Regions from separate parts of the Mus musculus genome. Here regions 2, 3, 4, 5, 6 and 7 are each linked to region 1. A link is a contact called in public HiChIP or PLAC-seq and promoter capture Hi-C data. All regions are on one chromosome and are shown on one strand. The core of a region is the stretch at or near the end of the contact, and the rest is flanking DNA. Distances in the headings are between cores, read along the strand shown. Region 1 holds the start of Wnt5a (wingless-type MMTV integration site family, member 5A). Region 2 overlaps Erc2 (ELKS/RAB6-interacting/CAST family member 2). Region 3 overlaps Cacna2d3 (calcium channel, voltage-dependent, alpha2/delta subunit 3). Region 4 overlaps Cacna2d3 (calcium channel, voltage-dependent, alpha2/delta subunit 3). Region 5 overlaps Cacna2d3 (calcium channel, voltage-dependent, alpha2/delta subunit 3). Region 6 has its middle 81 kb from the start of Gm35217. Region 7 overlaps Erc2 (ELKS/RAB6-interacting/CAST family member 2).

Region 1 (3,134 bases), core at 286-2,785:
CACTCTATCCAATCGAAGTCCTAACAATTTCAGCTATCTAGAGGTGTCTAGAAGTTCTGGAGTCTGGATCCCCGGTTCACCTAAACTTCACAGTCTTCTCACCCTGAGAGCCACCACCTAGATCCATATCGGCAGCATGACCTCTACTCTTGCCTGGCCACGTTGGGGTGAGGAACAGTCCTGTCTAGCAAACCTCTGACACCAGGGACTTTGCAAGATGCACGAGCCCACTCTACCCTCCAAGCCCGGGCTTTAAGCCCAGGGCGCAAGGAGACATCCCAACCCAACCAGGATCCATGTCAGTGAGGTCCTTTCTGTAGAGGTGCCAGTAAATGCAGTTGGGGACAGTTGAGCCAAGGGGTCCGGATCGGAAAGTTGAGGTTCAGACCCCCAAACGGGTCGACGGCTTTGGAAGAAGCTGAGCCGATCAGGAGGCAGGCAGGCAACAGCAGTGAAATGAACCTCGTTATACAGATGCCTGGGGGATGGGGAGCCTTGAGGAGGGGGCCCAAGGGGGAGCGTACCCCGCCTCCAGGCACCCTGTCCCGTAGTACAGCTTTAAAATCCTGAGAAGTTTGTCATAGGACAGCCTCATCACGCATGCGCATAGGCAAAGTTGACTTTTTTTTTCTCTCCCCCCCCCACCCCCCTTTGCCTCTCCAGCCGTGTTTGGTTCTGCAACTTTAAAAATATTTTTTTTTCGCTGAGAACACCAAGGGAAAGAGGAGTCTGGAGAGAGGGAGGGCGAAAGTGAGGGAGCTGGTCAGGAGGGCCGGGGGTGGGGGGCACGCGGTCCCCTCGCTGGGCCAGTCAGTCTGTGGGGCACCGCATCGCTTGGAAAGTTGCTGCAGGCTCCGAGGCACCGCCTCCGCCGTCCGGAGTCCGGATTGTGCGGCCGCTGCATTGCCATCTCCTTCCGCGGCCTCCGCCGGGCCCCACGACCGCCCCTCGGACCCCGGCCGCGACCGAGGAGGTGGGCAGCCTCGGCCGCCATGGACCTCTGGAGTTGAGTCGCCACCGCGGAGCTCTGCGCCCTCCGTCCTCTCGCTCTGTTCTCTCTGGAAAGGCGGGGGGGTGGAAAGAAGAAGGTTAACCCGAAGAAAGGAAGAAAGAAAGAAGGGGACCAGAAGGGGGAAGCCAACGTTCCCCCACAGGCTAGCTGTCCATCAACCGCTCAAGCCACCAAGCGGCAGAAAGTTCAGGGCTGCCTTGAACCCATTTTCTTTGCGCCTGGTTTTTGCCAGACTCTAAAATGAAAGGACAAAATTTGGCGCTGACTCTTGCAGCTCTGATGGCGACTTGTGCGATTTCAGCGGCATCTCCCGGAGAAAAAACCATGCGTGCCTGATTGTTCTGTGGTCCCATAGCCGCCGCCGCTGCTGCTGCTCTGTGTGTGTGTGTGTGTGTCTGTGTGTGTGTGTGAGCGCGTGTCTCTGTGTCTGCGTGTGTGTGCGTTTGTGTGTGTGTATGTGTGTGTGTTTGGGTGTGTGTCTGTGTGTACACAGAGGTTCACTAGCTAACTCAGCTGCAGGAGCAGTCCCTGGAAGCAGACGTTTCGGCCACAGACCCAGAGAGGAGGAGCTGACAATCAGGAGGCGTGAGCCGCCTGGAGTCTGCAGAATTCGTGGTGTGAATGAACTGGGGGCATCTTGGGCACAGGGATTGCCCCCCCTCCTTCCCCGCCTCGGGCCACAGTTGAGTAGTGGGGCATTTTTTTTCACCTTCTTGTGAAGAATTTTTTTTATTATTTGTTGTAAAGTCTTTTGCACAATCACGCCCACATTTGGGGTTGGAAAGCCCTAATTACCGCCGTCGCTGATGGACGTTAGAGAGGGAGCGCCTCGCCGCGGAACAGTCGCCTGCGCGCCCTCGTCGGACCCGCGGCTCCTGCACTGTGTCCCCGCTCGGCCCTGCGCTTGCTGCTCGCCCGCGCGCGCCGGCGCCCTCTCGGTTCCTGGGCACATTTCCACGCTATACCAACTCCTCTGCCCGAGTCCGGGCGCCAGTGCTCGCTTCCGCTCCGGGTCGCTGCGCCCACCCGACGCGCCCAGGAGGACTCCGCAGCCCTGCTTTGGATTGTCCCCCAAGGCTTAACCCCGACGCTTCGCTTGAATTCCTCGGCCGCCTTCGCTCGGGTGGCGACTTCCTCTCCGTGCCCCCTCCCCCTCGCCATGAAGGTAAGTGTTCTGTGCGCACGGACGCTCCCTACTTTTTCCCCCCCTTTTCAAAGTTAACTGAACTCTTTCAATCTATCCCTATCCTCTCCATTTCTCTAACTGCCTGGAGAAAGCTAAACTCCAATATCGCCGGCAGGGACTCCTATCTTTTCGTCCCTTACCCTGGGGACACTGCCTCTGCGTCCTTGGAGACTTTTTGCACCGGCTATTCTTCAAACCTTTTCAACTATGGAGAAGAGCGAGGGCAGGAAAGACAGTTCGGGTCACAGGCGGCGCGCCTTTTTACCTCGAGAACTGGAGTGTAGTTTTACTACGTGTATTTCAGTGACTGGATAATGATTCGATTCATCAAGTATATATCAAACGCTCATTTCACCGGCACGCGGAGATTGTGTGGCTGAAGCTCTGAGGCCGGATGAGGACTGTGTTAGGAGAAACGGCTGCGAGACTAAGGAAACTAGGGGCCACCTACCCTAGAGCAACGCACACCCCACCCCCAACCTCCGATCAGGGCCCAGTTCCCGGCTCTCCAGGTCGAGTAACCCGAGCGTTCCCGGCCCCTGTGCCTTTAAGAGTGCCTGGCGGGGGGCCAGAGCGCACCCCGCGCGGGGAGCAGGGTCGCGTTATTAGCTTTATTAGCGGCCTCTGGGTGAGCTCAGGTCCTTTACTGCAGCATTGGGGGCGGGGAGTAGTGGTCCTAGTGGCTTTAATCCTGCCCCCTGAGCGGAGTCAACCTAGTGCTTTGGAGACTCTAGGGCCTCTGCGTTTCGAGATCGGGCGGGGGTTAGTTTGTGAACTCGTGTTTGTTTTAATTGTCAGTTGTATGTTAAAGCCGAGTCACACACTCTGAGGGTCACCGAGAGTTCACTTTTACAAAAAAGTTAACGTTTCGTCTTGAAATATAACTAGCAATTTTCCAAACAACTTTTCCTTCGGTTATCCTCCACGCCTCGATAA
Region 2 (3,134 bases), core at 232-2,731, 470 kb before region 1:
GTCTCTTCCCCGCATCCACTCTGCCAAAAGGAATGATCTGCGCAAAGCCGATGCCATTTCTTTCAAAATTTAAAAATTGAGAAGCCAAAGGAATATGGCCAGCTCTGAGAATAACCTTCTTCCCAGCTTCAACTCTCAGGCTACAAAACAAAACAGAGCAAAGCAGCTTGAAGATCTAGGTTTCCGGTATTACCTGTGAGATCTTTCAATGCCACAGTGATAGCATTTGTAGAACAGTCAGCAGCCCATATGTGTGCTGTATGTATGAACTCTGTGGTAAGCTGAGTTTTGCTTTAATATCTGAGCTGTGACTGATAAACACCTAACAACAATGTAGGGTTTGTAAAAGTTTCAAAATATCTCACAGGTCCAAGGGCAGATCACAACATGGTCTACTGACAACAGAATGTAGCTATTCTGACTTGAGTTTAATAAAGTCTGAAGAGCAGGTAACTATATTATTATTATTATTAAAAAATGAATAATATAGTTTAGATGTCCCCACTCAATCTTTATCCTAATGACATGTGCATTCCTATCAAACATGTATTTGTTTGTTTAGTTTAAAAAAGAGAAAAAGAAATATTTTTGTTTTGTCAGGAGACTAGCTTACTAGGAGGTACAGTTAGTGAAGGTCACTAGAATGTGTCACTGGTCAAGGGTTATGTGTTGTGTACTCTCATTGTCTTCTACTTAATGAGTACACATCACAGAAAAAAAGAAATTCATGAAGGAAGTAATTCAGTCAGCACAGTGATACTTCTTAAGCCAAGCTCTGCCTGTGTACAGATGTATGTGCAAGATGCTTGGGGGACTTCATAGATTCTGCCTGGACCCTGCATCTTATCCCACAAACACATTTACAAACATAATCCCTGATGCTGTGCTGAAGTGTCCTCCACATGGATCTTAGCAGAGTACCAAAACCAAAACAACCAACCAACCAAACAAACAAACAAACAAACAAACAAACTACTCAAGTTTTCCTTCCCCTAACATTTGAATGAAAGCCATAATTGATAGGCTCAAGACAGTGAAAAGGTTAAGAAAGACAAATAGCAATGATAATAATGATAAATAATAATTAACAACAATAACAATAATAATTATAATACTAAATTAGAATATCTTGAAGCTTGAAAAACCACTCTGATTCTTTTTGTTAATTCATTTTATTTATTTATTATTTATTTATTTATTTATTTATTTATTTATTTATTGGTGAATGTTTCTAGAACAAGATTGCATAACATTTTTTTCCCATAGTTACAAGTTCGGGACAGGAATCTAAGTCTGTTGTGCATATGAAACAGAGGGATTGCTGTGTTCTTTGGCTGCAGAGAATTCTCAGGACAGTAGGTTGTGTCTATCAGTCCTTCTCAGAGTAGATAGGGTCAAAGAAATGGCTTAGTGGCATGGCGGTTTCTACTTTCCCTTTCTCTTCCACTGTTACAGGGACTGGCCTCAGCATTCAAAAGCAAACTTCAGTCTCCAGTGACTAATTCAAGGTCTTAGGCTGACATTCTTCCTCATGTTAATTAAGCTAACCAAATGGTTTGGCATCCTGGGAATATTGCCAGCTCTCCTTGTTTTTAACTCCCTCTGTCTGCAGATATATTCAGGATCCAGGGTTTGTTTGAGGTTTTTTTTTGGGGGGAGTGGCAGGGGGGGGTTCTGATAGGGATGCAGTTTGATGGGTTTTTTACCCTTAAAAGTCTTTAAAATGACTGCGTTTCTCCTAGTTATAAAAGTAATATATGGCCATGGTATTGAAAAAGTGAAGAAGGATATAGCAGAGAGAAGAGTAAGAGGCCAGCTTACAGCAGATGTAGCGAAGAGTAATACACATGCGCTCGTGTTCCTCCATCAGGCACCCTTAAGTAGAAGGTGCTGCTCTTCTTTCTCTCCTTTCTTTCCTCTCTGTTTCCCTGTCTGTCCGTCTGCCCTTCCTTCCTTCCTTCCTTCCTTCCTTCCTTCCTTCCTTCCTGCCTTCCTGCCTTCCTGCCTTCCTGCCTTCCTGCCTTCCTGCCTTCCTGCCTTCCTGCCTTCCTGCCTTCCTGCCTTCCTGCCTTCCTGCCTTCCTGCCTTCCTGCCTTCCTGCCTTCTTGCCTTCTTGCCTTCCTCCCTTCCTTTTTCCTTACTTCTTTTCTTACATACTTCTCTATTTCTTTTCACCAAGTTATACCAAAATGTTTATTCAATTTTTATATTTTAGGGTTTTTTGGGAATAAAACATTAGAATTCATTCCCTCTTGTAATTATTTTCTCAAAGTAACTCTTAACTGATATGACATCTAGTCAGTCTATTTATTACAAATTTTGGTCACATGTACCCGTTTTTGTCAGTATTATAAGCTCCCCAACCACCCATCCACCCAGACTTCCATCTTCTCCTTTCTTCTTCTTCTTCCTCCTCCTCCTCCTCCTTCTCTTTCTCCTCCTCTTCCTCCTCCATCTCCACCCTTCTTCCCGCCCTTTTGCTTCTTCATAGAATAACTTTCTGGACACAATCCTGGTTTTTAAGGTTATCTCAATAGTTCTTACAATGTTGTATCTCAGAGAACTTTAACCAAGAGCCCTCTCACAGCACTGATTAAATGTGATCTTTATGACCACACCCTGGCCCACATTGAGAACTGCCATTTTATATAACTTTGAAAAATCCTTAGGTCATCTTACGTCTTCTCTTTAATTACTAACGAGTTTTAGGTTTAAAAATATATGTAAGCTCTTGCCTTTAATTTACTAGTTTGATCATTGGGTCTTATGAGTTGTTTTCTGTTCCATAAACAACTTTTTCCTGTATTGTGACAATTTTATTTAATTTTTAATACAGAGATTCTTTGAGGACTTTGATCGGTTGGATTTCTTTCTTTGTTTCTTTTATTTAGAATTTTCTTATTTTTTCTATTCTTTGAAGTCATTCTCTGATTTCACTCACATGTATTAAAATTTTTGGATGCCATTTTTATATTAATACAACTCTTATCTGTATTTTGATTAACAATAGGAGGTCTAGTATATGTTTTTAAAAATTATCAGTTAATTTTCATTGTTTGTCAAACGTTCTCTGACCTTGATGTCACAGTTTTGAGTATTATACTCTCATAGGAACAGAGGTCTCAGTTCCTGAT
Region 3 (3,134 bases), core at 388-2,887, 470 kb after region 1:
GGGAGGGAGGATGTTTCTGCACTTCAGCCAAAAGAAAGAAAGAAAGAAAGAAAGAAAGAAAGAAAGAAAGAAAGAAAGAAAGAAAGAAAGAAAGGAAGGAAGGAAGGAAGGAAGGAAGGAAGGAAGGAAGGAAGGAAGGAAGGAAAGGAAGGAAGGAAGGAAGGAAGGAAGGAAGGAAGGAAGGAAGAAAGAAAGAAAGAAAGAAAAAAGGAAAGAAAGAAAGAAAGAAATCAGGAAGAAGCCAAGAAGGAAGAAGGAAGAAGGAAGAAGGAAGGAAACATTCCCCTTATTGAACATCAAGCACTCCCTCCTTCAGGGGAACATGGAAATGCTCACACGTGCTCTAGGCATGTGCGGGTGCTATGAGCAAGAAGGGCACTTATATTTTATGTGTGTAAATATACCAGTGTCAATGGAACTGGTTGTTAGATAGAGAAGAATTATCCTAATTGGGGTGCAGGAAGCCAGACAACATCAAACAAGCCTGAGCCGAGCAGGCTGGCAGGATCCCTACTTCACAGAGGGAGAAAATTCTCCTGGAGAAGCCATGGCTTTCTGAGTAGCTTCCTGGCCAGGCTAGGGTTTACCATGGGAAGACAGGCACTCCACCTTTCCTGAGCCCAGAACCAAGTCTCATCTCGGCCCTGTGTGGCTAGGGTAGAATTACAGAGAGTCCTCCTGAGGAAGGACTTTGGGTTCTTGCCCCATAGGTTCTTCAGTCGCTCAATGTTCCTCTGGGTCAGATGGGCAGGTGTCCTTAGGCTGATGGCCTTTTCAGCTATCTTAGAGACTGGCTGTCTTTCATGGGCTCATTTATTTTATCCAGTGCTTCTAGTGGCCCAATGCTCAATGAGACTGTGCATGGGCATCAGCGTCTAGAGCACATTTAAACACTCTGGGGGAGAAGAACAGAAATATAGTTCAAGTCCTCATTTTCTGAAGTCACTCTTTCTAAAATGAACTCATCTCTATGCCTGGATCTCACAGAGCCATATAGAAAAAGATTGAACCATTTATTGAGCATGAATGGACCCACCAAACCATTGACTCCTGAAGCATTTCAGATGATTTTTAAAGAGAATTCGAGTGTGTATGGGTGTATGCATGAATGTTAACTATTAGGGGGAAACTCTCCTTAAAGTAGTCCAAACTCTTTAAAGCACCAATGCCCTTCAGGCAAAAATTCTTTTTTAAAAAAATCTGGTGTGTGTGTATGTGTGTGTGTGTGTGTGTGTGTGTGTGTGTGTGTGTGCATGCACTCGAGTGTGCTTGTGCACGCTCACACATGTGCACCTGTGTTTGCCACAGCATCAGAATTGCAAACAGGTCAACCTTAGGTGTTGATGGCTGCCCTTTACCTTGTAGAAACTGCCATTCTTTGTTGGTTACATGTGCAAACTTCCAGGACTTGCCTGTCTTTGTCTCGCATCTCAGACATGACTTGAGGTGCACATTGTGGCACCCAGCTTTACATTCTGGGTTCTGGTGATTTGAATTGAAGCAAGTTCTTTAGCCAGTGAACCTCACCTCAGCCTCATACAAAATTGCTTTTGTAGCCCAAACAACTCTGAGGCAAAGAACTCCATAAGTTTAACCTTTATGAGCACAGGAAGGCAGCTGGACTCAGACTCTCTGGCAGCGCTGAGGTGAGACATGTGGCTGTGGCATTCAGAGCGACATTTGATTTATAACATGCTTTTGCCTCTTATACATGGACCATCATCTCCAAGTCTTAACCCCATAGTTTGTCTCTACCCGGGGAACCCAGTGCCATCTGAATTATTCCTTTACATGGAGTTGGGGGTCTCCTCACTCACCTGTGTGTAGTCTTCAGACACCAGAATGAATCCGTTATTGTCTATAAGGTAACAGTTCACAGTCTAGAAAATCAGAACACACACTTTACTCTCAGGCCTCAGACTGCCTTTACATAGAACGATGTGTTTCCAGTCTCAGAGATGCCCCCCAATCCCTTTGCTGGGAAGGGGAGTTGAATCCCAGGAATTGAAAATACTTGTTGGCTCAGTGAGTTAGGGTCACGGTCACACTAACCCCAGGGTTGACTCTGCAAAACTCAGGACACTGAAGGAAGGAAACAAACAAGAGGAGTGACCTTGAAAGCCTGGCATCGGCATACAATGGATATGCCCAGAAAAGGCTGTATTAAAGTCTGTCTTGGGTTTTCTCTTTATGGGACCTGACTACTTCCCAGGAAGAAAGTGTTCAGAGGCCCCCAGGCTTTTATTTGGAGTGGCTGCAGTGCCGGCCATTTGGAAACCCAAATGCCAGCACAATGTCATTACTCTAATGATGTATTAATGAAAACACCGTGTCAGCTCAGGGGACCATCGGGGGACCAGGTAATACTTTTTAATTTGTTCATGGACTGAGGCATGGGGGAAGGGGTGGCCTTCTGTAAAAGGGGCCCCTCAGGCCTCCTAAAGGTTTTCAAACTGTGTTTTTAATTGGGAGCTGGATGTGGGGGCAGGGCTCCTAGCTTTTTGGTAGCTCAGACTTATAAATTGTAGGGAGCAAGGTAAGGCAAACAAACCTCTGCTTCCCCCACGATCCTTTAATCTCCTGTGAATGGCTTGCTACAGGCGAAGTTTTAATTACAGTGCTGTGGAGTTTAAACTTAAGGCTTAATTCCGTCCTTGATGTAACTCAGTTTCTATTTATTGCAGCTTTACATACCGACAGCAACGTTTAATTTGTAACATATCTTTACCCTAAGCTAAATTCCGCTTAGCTCCAGGCCACCATGGGGCTGGCATTTGCTGGGACACTGACCTAGACATGGGGGTTGGATTTTTGTCAGGCATGAAAGGACAGCAGTGAGGGTCAGAAAGATCTGGCTTATCTTCCTAGCCAAGGGCTGTCAGTGCTGGGGATTGGACAAAACATGAAAGTACTGCTACAGCTCTTTTTTGGGGGGTGGGGGTGGTGGTGGAATGGGGTGCAGAAGGTGAGGTTTCTACACAGGGTCTTTCTGTGTAATAGCTTTGGCTGTCCCGGAACTTGTTTTGTAGACCAGCTGTCTTTGAACTCATAGAAATCCGCCTGCCTCTGTCTCCCTGATTAAAGGCCTGTGCCACCACCTCCCAGTTTACCGCTAAAGCTCTTTAGAGCAGACT
Region 4 (3,134 bases), core at 214-2,713, 450 kb after region 1:
AGAATTCGCCCCGTTAAAACAATGAATTACATAAGATGTTTGTAGTTTGACTTAAGGTTTTTACATAGAGACAATGTTATTCTTTTAGAGAGATGGATATCATGTTAAAAACCAGGGAGGGTCTAGCTAAAGGAAGAAAATGCTTAGATACTGTATCCCAAAACTAACATCTTAAAACTTTGAACTCCCCTGTAGTGAGATGTGATTTACAAGTAAAATAAACATGATCTAATACAAGGGTTATCACTGGGAGGAAGGAGGAAGTTCAGCAAACGATGCTTAAACCTTTACCCTCTAGGGGCTAATATTTCACAGCCTGGTGCTGAGGGGCTGGAATCATGTAACTAATTTCAAATGGTAATTCGCACGGCTCCCCTTTGGAAAGGTGACTCACAGTTCTCCATCACTGTGCATCGTTCATTGAGAGACGCACAAATTGAACACACTTGATTTTAATGCCTTCCATGAATTATGTAGGATTTGGGCTGCCCTTTCTCGCACTTACATATTTGGACTTGAAAAAATGATAACCATATGGACATGTGATTTTATCCCCTCAGAAAATCCCCTGCATGCTATAAAAGAAGGCATTGACAGCCTAATCTTTATTTCAGAATATTTTAATTAAAAAAAGCAGTTGGATTGTTTACTCTGTGATATTTCCTATGTGGATAATTCAATTTCCTGAATTCTGGAAAATACCATGTCCTCCTCAGTTGGCTCTTTGTGCCTAGGTATGCCAGATATGTAAGTGGTGTGCAGATTTGCAAGGCAGACGATGGCACTGGCAGAGAGCTGGGCTCCAGACGGCAGGTCCAGAAAACCCTCAGCACCTTTTGTGGCTGCCATTAGGAAAAAGCATGCCAGATCTTGGTTTCTGAGGCGACAGCTGCCTAATCCTCCTCTCTGAGCATTTTAATTATAAGAACCAGAACTGGGAATGGAGGAATTATCCAGTTTTGAATAAAACAAGAATAAATTTATAGTGCCCTAAACATTGCTGAAAGGTTCCTGTCTCAAGCAGAGAGCAACATAAACAAACAAACAAACGAAACCCATTGGGCTTATTCCCAGCCCACCCTGCTTTGCAAGGCTGTATATTTTTTTATTTGATTTGAGTAAGGCTTTCAACATCAACATCGAGTGAATCCCTGAACCAGGGGACCCTCTTTCTCCATGTTTAGGGTTAGAGAAAGATACTAACTTCAACAATTTCTTAAAACCAAATGCCTCAAATCGCCATGCTCTGCTCATTAGGTGTTATGACATTAAAACCATCACTTCCCTGGAGCCCCAGAAAGAGCCAAGGAGTTAGACCACGGCTGATTCTGCATCTGTGTTCCCGCTGAAATGAGTGGCTGAGGTAGACCTAAGAGGAATCCCAAGGCTGTGTAGCTTGGCACTGGCTCACAAGAGGCCAGGAAAAAGGAACTCAGGCAGAGCCTGCTAGACCCAGACTCTAAGGATATCTGAGCAAACAAAGGGATTATGCAAATAGGGATTAAGGTTGTAAGTGGAAACAATCGCTGGGGACTCAAGGGGTCATTGAGCTTTTTAAAAGGGATGGAGGAAACCTGTCTTGGGAAGATTTCAAATCTGGAAATAAGTCACACTAAGTGCAGGGAAGCCAGTTTGGAAACAAAAAGCCCGGATTCCAAGTGATGTTTCCTCTCAAGTTTCCATTAAGCAGTGTTTTCTATAAAGTCCAACTTCTCAGCTGCCTCTCAGAAACTTTGTATCTCAGACTCTTTCTGGCTCACTGTGTGTAGAAGAATCATGTTAAACATGTAGCTCTTAGATAGCATCCTGCTAAGGTCTCAGGTCTCACAGAGGCTGCTAAGTTCACCAAGATGACTTTGAAATCTTGTCCTTAAATGAACATTTTGGATGGCTTTTAGTATTCCCAAAATCATATTTCAAGGGTTACGTTTGAATACATCTGTGGGCTATCTTGAGGTCTACCTTAAAGGAGAAAAATATTCTGAGTTTTCAGGTAATTGATATTTTCTGTACACTGCAAATTACATTTTAAAACTGACAATTGTTGGTTTCTGACAGGCTGGAGCTCGTTTCTAAGGACACAGCACTGTATGCCTTGACCCTAGGTTGTAATATCCCCCCTCACTGGAAGCAGCTCCCAGGCAGAAAGCACTGAGAAGAGCAGAGGAACCCACCTGTTCACTTGGCTGGAGAGCACTATTACAAGCCAAAAGGAAGATATTTTCCTGTGTGTGCGTGCATGTGTATGTGTGTAGTACTCAGTTGTGTGTGTACCTGTGGATTCAGAGGTGGGAGGTAAATGACAGATGTCTCTTCCTCTGTTGCAGTTCCCCTTGGGTTTTGAGACAAAGTCTCTGAAAGATCTTGAAGTTCAGGGCTCAGGCTGGCTAGATGTACTGGGGATTCTCTGGACTCCATGCTGCACCTGCTCAGAGCTTACAGATGTGCACTGCTGTGTTTGGGTTTCATGTGGGTCCTGGGGACCCAAATTCAGGTCCTCAAGGTTATGTGGAAGGAGATGTAGGGACTAAGCTATCTCACCAACTCCCTCAGAAGGACAATTTCTGTTAAACCAACCAAATTCTCTTATGTAACTGTCAATGAAGCTCCTCCCCTCCTTGTCTATAAAAAAGGGACAGTTCATTAATCCATCTAAGAGCCTGACCTGATTTTTAACTTACATAATCACTGGACCCGGGTTTAAACAGAAACAGTTTTTAGTGAGTCAAGTCAGGAAATACATTCTTGGTTTTGAGTAAGGTACATTTGATTACCCTAAAGTCTGAGCCACAGGTCCCAAAGGCAGCAGAAGCTCCCAGCCATTCCCTGGGTAGCATCCTTGTACTTACGTCCAGAAGTCCATGGGCACTGTCACTGCTCTCCTTGTTGGCTCTACACATGGCTTGGTAGTCGTACAAGGTTATTCTGTGGGGGAAATACAAAGAGGCTTCAGGAAATGAAAACATATGGCCACTACATAATGCTTAGTTAGGGCCAGCGAGGTGAGCAGTCACTAGCAACATGAGCTATAGTCACAACAGAACGAGGCTCAACTATTAGAGGCATAGAGCATAGTGGTGAATCGGAACAGAATCACATTGCAAATATAGGCTAACAAAGGGAGGGACTGAAGA
Region 5 (3,134 bases), core at 350-2,849, 410 kb after region 1:
AGAAAATGGGCAGGACTTAAAAGCCCATGAGTCTTCCAGACACCCACAGTACAGAGCAACGGAAGAATACTGCATGCATACCCATATTCTGCCAATGGAAAGTGGACAGGCAATATTGAAACTGACACTAGAATGCCATTTCTTTATTGTGACTATAAGCTAAGAATTAAGACTTGGGTCTAAAACTTCTATGAGATTCTGATTTCTCCACATCTGACCTTTTGTCTTTCCCCAGCACTAATAATATTTGGCATATGTGAAAGGAGTCATTTTGTTGAGAAGGAACTAAAAACAATATAGAGCTATCATCTAATATCTTTTTAAACCCAAAAGTATGTGTTTATTTCAGCAAGCTTTAACCTGGTATAGTACCAAAATAATAAGACAGATAAAATGATTAGTACCAAGTAAGAGTTACAAAATTTGAACACTGAAGACAAGCCTTTCTTTGAATTAGAATTAGTCACTCACATAAGGTTATAATCATGGAGTCAGCTTGTTCACAAAGGGGAAAAAAAGGAGAGATTTAAAGAGAAGATATGCAATACTGAAGATTGTAGATACAAGACGAAACCCCATCCAAATGATTAAAAAAATGTAAAGTGAACAAAGACTTTAAGGTAAGTTGCTATCTTACAAAGCAGCTGTAACTGTATGCCTAGGTCCTACCTATGTAAACTCAAGCCAGCTCACATTATAGAATGGGGGGGGGGTGTCATAAAGTCCCACCCCTACCTGAGGAGCTGTTGACAATTTATAGTCTTTGGGGGCATCAGTTTTCTTAAAGGATGTGGCCCCTTACAGGCTATCCATTAGATGGTCCTGTATCCATAAATACATAGGTAGCACCATGTGGACCCAGTAGGATTTTAAAAGGAGCACATTATATACATGTATCAAATTCTCAAACAATAGAAAACAAGGCTGAGAAAGATGCCTGATAACAAACCATTTTCAACTGGATGAAGGTTGACTCAGCTTCACAGTAGACAGGATAAAGGAAGATTTACTGAATGAGTTGGATGTCAAATGCATATCTAAGTCCAGAAGAAAATAGTCACTAGATATTTAAGTGGAAATAATGACTAAAGAGACACATGAAATACAAACCTGGCCAGTTCAAGATAGCATATTAATAAAGATAGAGACATCTGTAGATAGCATGTTAATAAAGACAGAGACATCTGTTACTCGGAGTCTAAAATCGCCGCAGTCACACTGAATGTGAAGTTGTTAGATTCGCATATTAAAAAGCAGTGACTTCTAAATCAGTCTTATGAAAAGAACCAGCAAGGAAAAAAAAAAATTCTGAGAATAGGAGAGGGACAGGTTAGTAATGCTACCATGCAATTAATCAGAGCAAGCCATCATTAAAATAGAACAAATCAAACTGTTCCTACTAGAAAGCATCATGAGCCACTAACAAAATAAGTCCGTGTATGTGTGATGGGAGAAAATGGGGGGATCAGAAACAGCAAGAGGGATGAGGCCTTGAGTTAATTGTGGAGTAGAAACTCTTTAGGTCTATCCTGCATCAGATACAAGATTCGCAAACACTGGTGACAAAGACATATCTATTTTTCAACTGCAGAGTATAGCCAAGAGTGAACGGCAAAAGATTCGAAAGACAAAGCAAAACAAACGCTGGCATAAGCCAACAGAGTCCATCTGTGCTCCAGAGCTTGAGATGGGAACAAATTTGTATTATATGTTCCAAACAAAAGGAAGGGAAGATAAAATTATTGATGTATGAAGCTGGAAAAATGAAAATGGAAGCTTGGCTATTGGGAGTTGGCCTGGTTTTCTTACATAATCAAATGCTAAATTCTGTACCCCCAAGATCTGGTTAACCCCAGATGAGCAAATTCCCACCTAATACCAGTCTTTGCTGTGTAAACTTTGCTCCCAAATTTAAAGCCATTGGTTAAATGTAAGTGGCTACAGTTAATGGCTGGGGAGAATAAAGAGAGGTGGAGTTTCAGTTACTGGCCTGGGGTCACAGGTAGAGGCTATGAGAGAGAAGGAGGAGGAAGAAAGAGAAATAAGAACAGAGGAAAAGGCTGCCATGATGCTGGGGGGATCATAGGCACATGGTCAGGAGAAGTGGACTCTGAGGACGAAACTTAAGACAACAAGGACTCGGGGAGTGCAGCTGGGGAATTAACAGGCTAGCACATAGAAAACTCCATTGGGGGAATAGCCTAGGAATTGAGCTAAAGCTAATTTAAAAGGATCTATAGGACTCTGCCTTGATTGCTGGGGATCTGGCCGGATCATATTAATAACTAATAGAGTTAGTAAATAACATTTACATACCATCTACACATGACCTTACATCTGTGGCCCCATCCTGCTCTCCTCTTCCCCATGGGATGAGTTTCTGTGTTCTTCTCCAAAGCTAACTGCTTAGGCTGCTGTAAGGATGTACCTCATTAGCACAGGAGGCAGATAAGCCTCCAGTTCATCATCTCGTGTGTCCATCACCCTGCCCAGCTTCAGCCACAGGCACAGCATCACAACCTACCTGCAGAGGCCACTCTCCTTAAACTGTGCCTTCGGCTACTGATGCTCATTGTCTACATACCTGTCAATTCCCTTTCCCTCCTTTCTCATAACCTCCACTTTCCTTTTCTTGTACAAATTATCTCTAAGTTAAATCTATTCTTTCCTACCCCAAATGGAATAGTGGCTGCCAAGGACCAGTGACTTCAGCCCTTTCCTTTGCCTTTTCATCTTCCCAGCTTCCTCCTCCTCTGTGTTAAAGTACAAATTTCATGGAAATCAGGCTATATCTGAGTGTCGGTATCTTCCCTTATCTCCAGGTTCTAGCACTGGGTATGGGACGGAGATTCCAGTTCAGTATTTGTTGACTCCATGATCAAAATTATACTAATGAAAGCAGAAGCCTAAAGAGCAAGCAGAGTGCCGAGGACAAGCCATGGTTATCGGACTATGTATTAACGCAATCTTAACACAGATCAACTTTCAACACCCCTGATCACAGAAGTCACAGGATAACACAGAAGTCTGAAGGATGACAGAACCAGTTAAACATCTTCAGTGGCCATGCCGAACTCCCTGCACACAATGTGGAACATAGAGAAAACACACCTTGGGGAGTCAAGCATAACTCA
Region 6 (3,134 bases), core at 192-2,691, 370 kb after region 1:
TTCTCTCTCTTTCTTCTCTACATATGTCTTACTCTGGCTTCTAGACTTCATATCTCCCCCTTGTTCCTCCTTGATAAATCTACTTCCAACTTCCAGTCCTTTTCTCTGGGGATATCTTCACTGGCTTTGCCTCAAAGCCCCATGCAGAGCCTTCTGCAACCATAGACGTAGCTTCTTCCCTGGTTCATTTCAGTCTCCAAAGGATGCTCCTGTCACTCCCCGGGACCAAGCCTAGAAGCATGCAGTCCTGCCAGCCATGGAAAAGCACTCACACTCAGAAAGGTTCCTGACTGTTATCTTTTGTAATTCCAGCCCTTCACAATATGAAGGAATTGAAGATAGCTTCTATGTCCACATGAATTAAAGTATGATAAATGATATATACATATGATGGATCAACAAGCATTAAAAATGGTGGTATTCACTGTTCTAGATGTGACAGATAGGAAAGGGCACAGAACTCCATGAGCACAAGTTTTGTAGAAAATGCTTCTAGGAAGGGCTTGGAGAATAATGAGAATATATGCACTGTGGTGATAATATGTGTATTTCTTTTTTTTTAAGTTATTTTTTTTTATTACGTATTTTCCTCAATTACATTTCCAATGCTATCCCAAAAGTCCCCCACACCCTTCCCCCCCCCCACTCCCCTACCCACCCACTCCCATTTTTTGGCCCTGGCATTCCCCTGTACTGAGGCATATAAAATTTGCCTGACCAATGGGCCTCTCTTTCCAGTGATGGCCGACTAGGCCATCTTTTGATACATATGCAGCTAGAGTCAAGAGCTCTGGGGTACTGGTTAGTTCATAATGTTGTTCCACCGATAGGGTTGCAGATCTCTTTAGCTCCTTGGATACTTTCTCTAGCTCCTCCATTGGGGGCCCTGTGATCCATCCATTAGCTGACTGTGAGCATCCACTTCTGTGTTTGCTAGGCCCCGGCCTAGTCTCACAAGGGACAGCTATATCACGGTCCTTGCAACAAAGGCTTGCTAGTGTATGCCATGATAAGACCATAGTAATACTTGGTTGACTTTGCTATTCTCTGGTTTCTAAATTTCTATCATAAAATATTATTTATTAAAATTATGAATAGCTTAAAGATGTAAGTGGAATGTTTTCACTTATGTCCGCTGCCTGGCTCTCTGGGATTGCTCTCCGTCCTGTGAGGCCATGAGTGATCTACTCAACACAGAGAGCACCGAGGCATCCCTCCCTTCTTTTTAAAAATGAAGCTTGGCATTTTCCTGTCTGGAGGAAGAAGATTTGCTTACTGTCCACACTCCATCTATCCACCAACCGAGCCCAGGCATTATAAACACTGTCGTTTCCCACATGGACAAAGGTATGGCTTTGAAGAGCAGAGCCTTTAATCAGACTAAACATCTCACTTTGCCCTAGTCATTAAACTGACTTCAGAGACAAAGGCCCAAGGCCTTGCATCTGTTTGCTTTGTGTAAAGACAGTCAGCTGAGGCTGAACCCTGGGAGTACCCGGTGTTTACATTAGGAGTAAGGAACTGAAAGCCCGCCATCTAATCCTTCCCTTAGCCAGGAGGTACTTCCAACATTTTAAAAGTCCCTTTTAAAGAGTAATAGAACTTTATAAGCATATTGGTCCTTTCATCTCCCAGAAAGTATCCTCAGGGCATAATTCAGACCTGTACATTAGATCATATTAAGCCTAATTTGGTTCCTCAGCACAGCAAAGTGCCTGGGGGACTTTAGGAAGTTGTAAGAGTCATAGCCGTTAAAGGACCTGGCTTTTCAAACAAACACACATTTTTCCCCCATATGATAATGAACTTGTTGAATGTAATGCCTCCGGGGTCTTACCTATGGATCAGGGGTTTCACCTCTAATAGGGAGAGGTAATTCTAGCAACAAAGGGGATGAGTACTACCTGGTGGTGTCTCCTATGTTCTTACATTTCTAGGCAGAAGCTGTGTGGTAGCTGCTTCAGTGACTCCCAGCTGCCTTATTCCGGCATAGTGTTTGTAATCCCCCCCCCCCCCCCCGGCCATATCTAAGATCTCAGATGACAGAAAAGATTTCATTCTTTCAAAGACCATTTGATGCAATGCATCTGGCCAACATGGAGGCTAGTACTGGAGAGTTGAAATGGTCTGCAGGTTTGAATCCTAGCTCAGTTTCTGGGTTTGATTCTCCCAGTTCCTCCATCTTCTACTCTGACACTTGCTCATCAGCTGGTGGTGGTGACATTATGGAAGATTCCAAAAGCTTGGGAAACTTTGGGATGTTGGGTTAAACTAGAAAAGGTAGGTCTCTAGGGGCATGGTTCTAAAGTTTATACCTGACTCCTGGCTCTCTCTCTCTCTCTCTGTCTACAGTTTTTGCCTTCCCATTCCCCTTCTTTTTTCCTTCCTCCTCTGTTTTGCAGGGCAAAGTCCAAAGCTGAGAGTCCACAGAAGTTTCTGGTCTCCTCTCTGGGTACCCAAGTGCTGTCACGATAGTGCCGAGAAAGGGAGTGGGGAACCGGGGGTTCAGGGGTCTGCTTTCCCCCCAGGCATCTGCATGCCAGGTGGAGGGGGAAAGGCAGAGCCCAGGATGCACAGAACAGTCTGATTTGGAGTGAGTGCAGAGTACAGAGGAGGCTGGAGGACAGAAAGCCTTCCTTGGGAGTTTTAGAAGTGGCTTTTTAAGACAAAGGCCTTCCCTATGGCAATCCTTAATGAAGAAACAATCTTTGCTTGTTCATACTGGTTTATTTGGTGGTGGATGTGAATGCATGTACTTTGTTCAGGATAAACCAGGGATTCATTTTGCTGGAAGGAATGCCCAGGAAAGGAAGTTCATTGGCTGAATGTTCATGGGGCAATCTAGGTATCTCATTAGCCTGGAGAACTCCAAGTGTATATGCTATATGACCTAGTGCCCATGGTTCTCAGTGGGATATCATGGTTATATGTTCCAGAGCAGATAGAGGCAGGTAGAAAATGGCTCCAATTCTGCCATTCTCAATTCTGAGATTGCTGGGGTTTGAGCTCATCCAACCTTACCATTGTTATGCCTGTCTGGTAACAAGGTCAGTCCCACATGCCCTATAAAAGAGCTGTCTCCAAACCCAGGCTGAGTATATTACACTTGTAATTCCAGTACTTGGGATGCAGAG
Region 7 (3,134 bases), core at 169-2,668, 340 kb before region 1:
ATTAAGCTTTCAGAGAGCATGAAAGAAAGTTGAGCGCAGGCCAGTGTTTGCTCTGGGTGGATTTTGTCAAGGAGCACAGTTAAAAATAATGAATGTTAAAGAGAGCCCCTGCCTGGCTTCCTACTTGGGGTAGGGGGAGTTAATGTCTTTTGGGTTGTGTCTAAGATGCCAGGGATTCCCGCCCCCTTGCAGCAGGACATCACCCACAGCATTGCCTCTTCCCCATGTGCCCAGAGGTGTTAGGAGGATCATTTTCTTTCACACTTTCCCAGAAAGGTCTCCCTCAATCCTGTCCCTGTTGTCACAGCACGTTTAGTGTACTGTGCGCTTTCTGTTAGTCTGTGGACTAGAAAGGTAATCTAATTAGGAGAGAAGGTAAGAAACCTGCCGGATCTTGGCAACCATGACAAACGTGGGCTTGGGTATTTCACCAGCGCCTCCCACTTATGCCTCGATAGCTGGAGAGGCCTTTGAACTTGACAGGCAGCTTAGACAGAATGCAAAGTATGTCTTTGACAGGACAACATTTCAGGTCTGTGAGCAGCTTTCAGAGATTCTGGTTGCCTTTATTCAGAGCGACTTGCTCAGTAAATGTTTAGAGGGTCCTAATTATGCTTTGAGCGATTAAAACGTTGTGGGTTCATGCTGTTTTGCTCAGGAGAACAGCTTACTGTGTATATCTAAAACGGGGGAAAAGTATTTGAAAGGGAGGAAAGAAAAGAAAAATGGGAGGTGGGTGTAGGGGTGAGTGCACTGCGCCTGCGCTGTGGAGCCCAGCCTCTTGGTGGAGCATATGAATTCACTTACATGTAAATTGCTTGTCGCTGGGAATTAAGGGGAGGCTCTGAAAGAGCTGCTTTGCCGTGTTTACTGTAGGATTTTTGACAGACTCTTTCCTCTTTCAAGTAAATTTGGCTTAAGTCCATAGTGAGTCCAGTTTTAAGTAAACTCCTCTTTTGTTACATTAACAAGGTTACAACATCACTGGGGCAGATTTCCAGCTGCAGGAACCAGGGCCTAAGTACTGGGCTGAGGGCATAATTAAAACCTTCGGGTGGGAGAGTTAAACTCTCAAGTCAAATTGGATAAAAGGCTAATTGTCCATAGCAACATAATACATGCTTTAAATATCTGTGAAATGAAGAGGAATGGGAGGAAGTTTGGGGAAAGAATTCTGCTCTGTGATTTGAGATATGATTTTTGTTATTGTTTGTTTATTTATTTATTTACTTACTTACTTCTTTTAGGTTAGGATGAAGGGCATTTCTACCCCAGGCCCACGCAGCACTGGGTTTTAGAAGCACAGAGCCATCATCTATGGCTCTGGTGGCGTTTCTTCTGTCTGTGCTTTGTCTTCTTCAGCACAGGGAGAGGTTAAAGCAGATGAACAGGGCCTGCAGCAGGCTTCAGTTAGCTCTGGCTTAGGACGCCAAACAGTTTGTGCTCACTTGCCTATCCTCCTCCAGAGGACAGGGGCTGGATATGGGTAGGGGTGGGGGGTCCTGAAGGGGGGAGGGAAGCATGCACATGGATGTGGTCACCTCGTGATACCACCCAGCCAAGCAAGGTGACACGTTACCACAACACCAAGAAAACCAGTGAGGTGTAATGGGGCAATGGCCGCTCTTGCCCAGCAGAGGCATCAGAGAGGCCCATTTGGTATTCATTAGGTATAGCTCTGCCAGGTGGGTGAAAAAGGAAGCCTAGAGATTCTGGTCATTCTGTCCCTCTGACAGTGGCATGGACAGTGGTGGAGAGAGCCTGAGCAGGCAAGCCTTCCAGACTTCAGTGTTTGAAGCCCTAGAAGAATGAAGTGTTGTAATGTAGCCTGGAGTTACCCCAGGGTATTAGAAAGGTCTGGGCTAGAGGGAGGAAGGAGGAGAGAAATCTTACAAGGACTGATTTTATGGGTTGGGAGCCCTTAGAGGTGAGCATGGGATACTGCTCTAGACGTCTCAAGGCCTCTGCAGGACAGACTATACCCAGGAGTCATCATCACAAGGGATGCCAAGTCTTTCCTCTTGGAATTAGACTAGCCATTTAGAGAAGAAGTTTGAAAGCTAGAGGCTGAAAATGATGAGTGAGTTGGGACAACACTCTGAGTCTCAGGGATGGGTACAACATAGCACAGTTTTCATGATACCCTGGCAGGCCTGATCTGTACAAGATCAAAGAGGCAGTGCTAGAACCAGGCAGGCATAGGGACTGGGCAAAGAGAGTAGGGAGTTTCACTCTCTGAAGACTTGCTGACACCAGGGACCCCTGTAAGAATCTTAGTCTGAGTTCTGGTCCTACATGCCAGGAAAACAGGATCCAAGTTGGCCTTAATGCAATGTGGTGCTCAGGATGGCCTCTCCCTGTGTGTCCCCTCAGCCACATGCTGGGGCAAAAGCCACTCGTCCAAGAATTGCATTTTGGATGTGGCAGTATCACAGAGTGCGTTTCAGTTCCTTCTCAGTTTGTGAGTGGTGTGCACCTTCTGCCTGATCTTGAAGGCTTCTTGGCAGGGCCACAGCTCCATCTCTGTTCCACCATGAGCAGTCTTGCACTTGTGTGATCGGCAGCAGAGACAAATATTTTTGCTCAGAGTCATTTAGATCACACATTTGCCTAGCTGCAGCTTATTATCACGAGTGTTTTAAGCACACTTAAGTATGTAGAGTTTATAAATTCATTTCTCCTGCCAGCACAGTAAATCTAAATTCCTTCTTACATGGACCAAAGACATGTACTCTATAAACCATGCGGTAGCTCAGAGCAGAAACGACACAAGAAGATAAAACTGAGGACATGGTGCTGAATAGGAACCAATTCTCCTTAATTCCACTAATAAGACTTTTGCTATCTTTAGATTTCTTTGTCTTTAAGTAGTGCATGTTCCCTGTTAGGAGTATTTTAGTTCTCCTGTGTATATGTGTATGTGTGTTTGTGTAATCATGTGTGTATGTGTGTACATGTATGTGTGCATGCATGCATGCAGGTGAGTATCAGGGAAAAGAGGCTGCTCCTCCTGTGCATTATTAATGGTTGATGCCAAGATGGGGGGCAACAGTTGCACTGTGTTTTTAAGTTATGCCCCATGGGAAAGGAGAGGCCAGGCCTGACAGTTTGGAGCTAAACTGGCTTGGTGGCTG

Evidence for each region. Promoter capture Hi-C pulls out the DNA fragments that hold promoters and counts their contacts. HiChIP or PLAC-seq counts read pairs in DNA pulled down with a chosen protein or histone mark.
Region 2: an H3K4me3 HiChIP or PLAC-seq map of stem cell-derived neural progenitor cells shows a contact between it and region 1, with 24 read pairs. The contact joins the enhancer-like site here to the promoter of Wnt5a in region 1. A contact is called at or near these places in 9 of 39 promoter capture datasets (cranial neural crest, embryonic stem cells, hematopoietic stem and progenitor cells and 4 more), 3 of 484 Hi-C or Micro-C datasets (cortical neurons, urothelial organoids and uterus), 13 of 115 datasets of contacts at active chromatin or transcription factors (craniofacial prominence, embryonic basal ganglia, embryonic forebrain and 8 more) and 1 of 9 other capture datasets (liver).
Region 3: a contact with region 1 is called in an H3K4me3 HiChIP or PLAC-seq map of embryonic limb bud, with 7 times the contacts expected there. The contact joins the enhancer-like site here to the promoter of Wnt5a in region 1. A contact is called at or near these places in 13 of 39 promoter capture datasets (the 3T3-L1 cell line, 3T3-L1-derived adipocytes, HPC-7-derived erythroid cells and 9 more), 16 of 484 Hi-C or Micro-C datasets (the 3T3-L1 cell line, adipose-derived mesenchymal stem cells, cortical neurons and 7 more), 13 of 115 datasets of contacts at active chromatin or transcription factors (the NIH/3T3 cell line, VIP interneurons, a colorectal cancer cell line and 10 more) and 1 of 9 other capture datasets (embryonic stem cells).
Region 4: a contact with region 1 is called in an H3K4me3 HiChIP or PLAC-seq map of embryonic forebrain, with 4 times the contacts expected there. The contact joins the enhancer-like site here to the promoter of Wnt5a in region 1. A contact is called at or near these places in 10 of 39 promoter capture datasets (the 3T3-L1 cell line, 3T3-L1-derived adipocytes, cranial neural crest and 5 more), 16 of 484 Hi-C or Micro-C datasets (cerebellar granule neurons, cerebellum, cranial neural crest and 8 more), 18 of 115 datasets of contacts at active chromatin or transcription factors (VIP interneurons, astrocytes, cardiomyocytes and 12 more) and 1 of 9 other capture datasets (embryonic stem cells).
Region 5: a promoter capture Hi-C map of hippocampal neurons shows a contact between it and region 1, with 4 times the contacts expected there. The contact joins the enhancer-like site here to the promoter of Wnt5a in region 1. A contact is called at or near these places in 3 of 39 promoter capture datasets (hippocampal neurons and liver), 1 of 484 Hi-C or Micro-C datasets (nephron progenitors) and 6 of 115 datasets of contacts at active chromatin or transcription factors (the NIH/3T3 cell line, craniofacial prominence, embryonic hindbrain and 3 more).
Region 6: an H3K4me3 HiChIP or PLAC-seq map of embryonic limb bud shows a contact between it and region 1, with 3 times the contacts expected there. The contact joins the enhancer-like site here to the promoter of Wnt5a in region 1. A contact is called at or near these places in 3 of 39 promoter capture datasets (3T3-L1-derived adipocytes, frontonasal cranial neural crest and liver), 7 of 115 datasets of contacts at active chromatin or transcription factors (VIP interneurons, craniofacial prominence, embryonic forebrain and 4 more) and 1 of 9 other capture datasets (embryonic stem cells).
Region 7: a promoter capture Hi-C map of second pharyngeal arch cranial neural crest shows a contact between it and region 1, with 6 times the contacts expected there. The contact joins the enhancer-like site here to the promoter of Wnt5a in region 1. A contact is called at or near these places in 10 of 39 promoter capture datasets (the 3T3-L1 cell line, 3T3-L1-derived adipocytes, cranial neural crest and 6 more), 1 of 15 datasets of contacts at CTCF or cohesin (the NIH/3T3 cell line), 6 of 484 Hi-C or Micro-C datasets (the N1E-115 cell line, cerebral cortex, liver and 2 more), 12 of 115 datasets of contacts at active chromatin or transcription factors (the NIH/3T3 cell line, cardiomyocytes, craniofacial prominence and 7 more) and 2 of 9 other capture datasets (adipose tissue and embryonic stem cells).

The regions. Positions count from the first base shown.
Region 1 is chr14:28,503,938-28,507,071 of GRCm38.p6, forward strand. Wnt5a (wingless-type MMTV integration site family, member 5A) reads left to right here and starts at 1,536. Exons shown (of 5, transcript NM_009524.4): 1 at 1,536-2,177. The coding sequence starts at 2,172.
Region 2 is chr14:28,029,575-28,032,708 of GRCm38.p6, forward strand. The region is part of intron 12 of Erc2 (ELKS/RAB6-interacting/CAST family member 2); the gene reads left to right. Among named protein-coding and RNA genes, the nearest start is that of Gm34996, 150 kb to the left of the region's middle. Within about 2 kb of position 1,482, at least 17 of the 459 cell types and tissues checked have an H3K27ac peak or open chromatin away from gene starts, as enhancers often do. A contact at or near this core is called in neural progenitor cells and stem cell-derived neural progenitor cells, where this site is marked.
Region 3 is chr14:28,970,399-28,973,532 of GRCm38.p6, forward strand. It overlaps Cacna2d3 (calcium channel, voltage-dependent, alpha2/delta subunit 3), which reads right to left. Exons shown (of 38, transcript NM_009785.1): 30 at 1,818-1,880. Among named protein-coding and RNA genes, the nearest start is that of Lrtm1, 46 kb to the right of the region's middle. Within about 2 kb of position 1,638, at least 6 of the 459 cell types and tissues checked have an H3K27ac peak or open chromatin away from gene starts, as enhancers often do. A contact at or near this core is called in embryonic limb bud, where this site is marked.
Region 4 is chr14:28,953,943-28,957,076 of GRCm38.p6, forward strand. It overlaps Cacna2d3 (calcium channel, voltage-dependent, alpha2/delta subunit 3), which reads right to left. Exons shown (of 38, transcript NM_009785.1): 32 at 2,850-2,925. Among named protein-coding and RNA genes, the nearest start is that of Lrtm1, 63 kb to the right of the region's middle. Within about 2 kb of position 1,464, at least 18 of the 459 cell types and tissues checked have an H3K27ac peak or open chromatin away from gene starts, as enhancers often do. A contact at or near this core is called in cerebellar granule neurons, cerebellum, embryonic forebrain and 1 more, where this site is marked.
Region 5 is chr14:28,917,437-28,920,570 of GRCm38.p6, forward strand. The region is part of intron 35 of Cacna2d3 (calcium channel, voltage-dependent, alpha2/delta subunit 3); the gene reads right to left. Among named protein-coding and RNA genes, the nearest start is that of Lrtm1, 99 kb to the right of the region's middle. Within about 2 kb of position 1,600, at least 9 of the 459 cell types and tissues checked have an H3K27ac peak or open chromatin away from gene starts, as enhancers often do. A contact at or near this core is called in hippocampal neurons, where this site is marked.
Region 6 is chr14:28,878,125-28,881,258 of GRCm38.p6, forward strand. No RefSeq gene overlaps it. Among named protein-coding and RNA genes, the nearest start is that of Gm35217, 81 kb to the left of the region's middle. Within about 2 kb of position 1,442, at least 8 of the 459 cell types and tissues checked have an H3K27ac peak or open chromatin away from gene starts, as enhancers often do. A contact at or near this core is called in embryonic limb bud, where this site is marked.
Region 7 is chr14:28,164,338-28,167,471 of GRCm38.p6, forward strand. All of the region lies in intron 16 of Erc2 (ELKS/RAB6-interacting/CAST family member 2), which reads left to right. Among named protein-coding and RNA genes, the nearest start is that of Gm52097, 220 kb to the right of the region's middle. Within about 2 kb of position 1,419, at least 51 of the 459 cell types and tissues checked have an H3K27ac peak or open chromatin away from gene starts, as enhancers often do. A contact at or near this core is called in the N1E-115 cell line, craniofacial prominence, embryonic basal ganglia and 4 more, where this site is marked.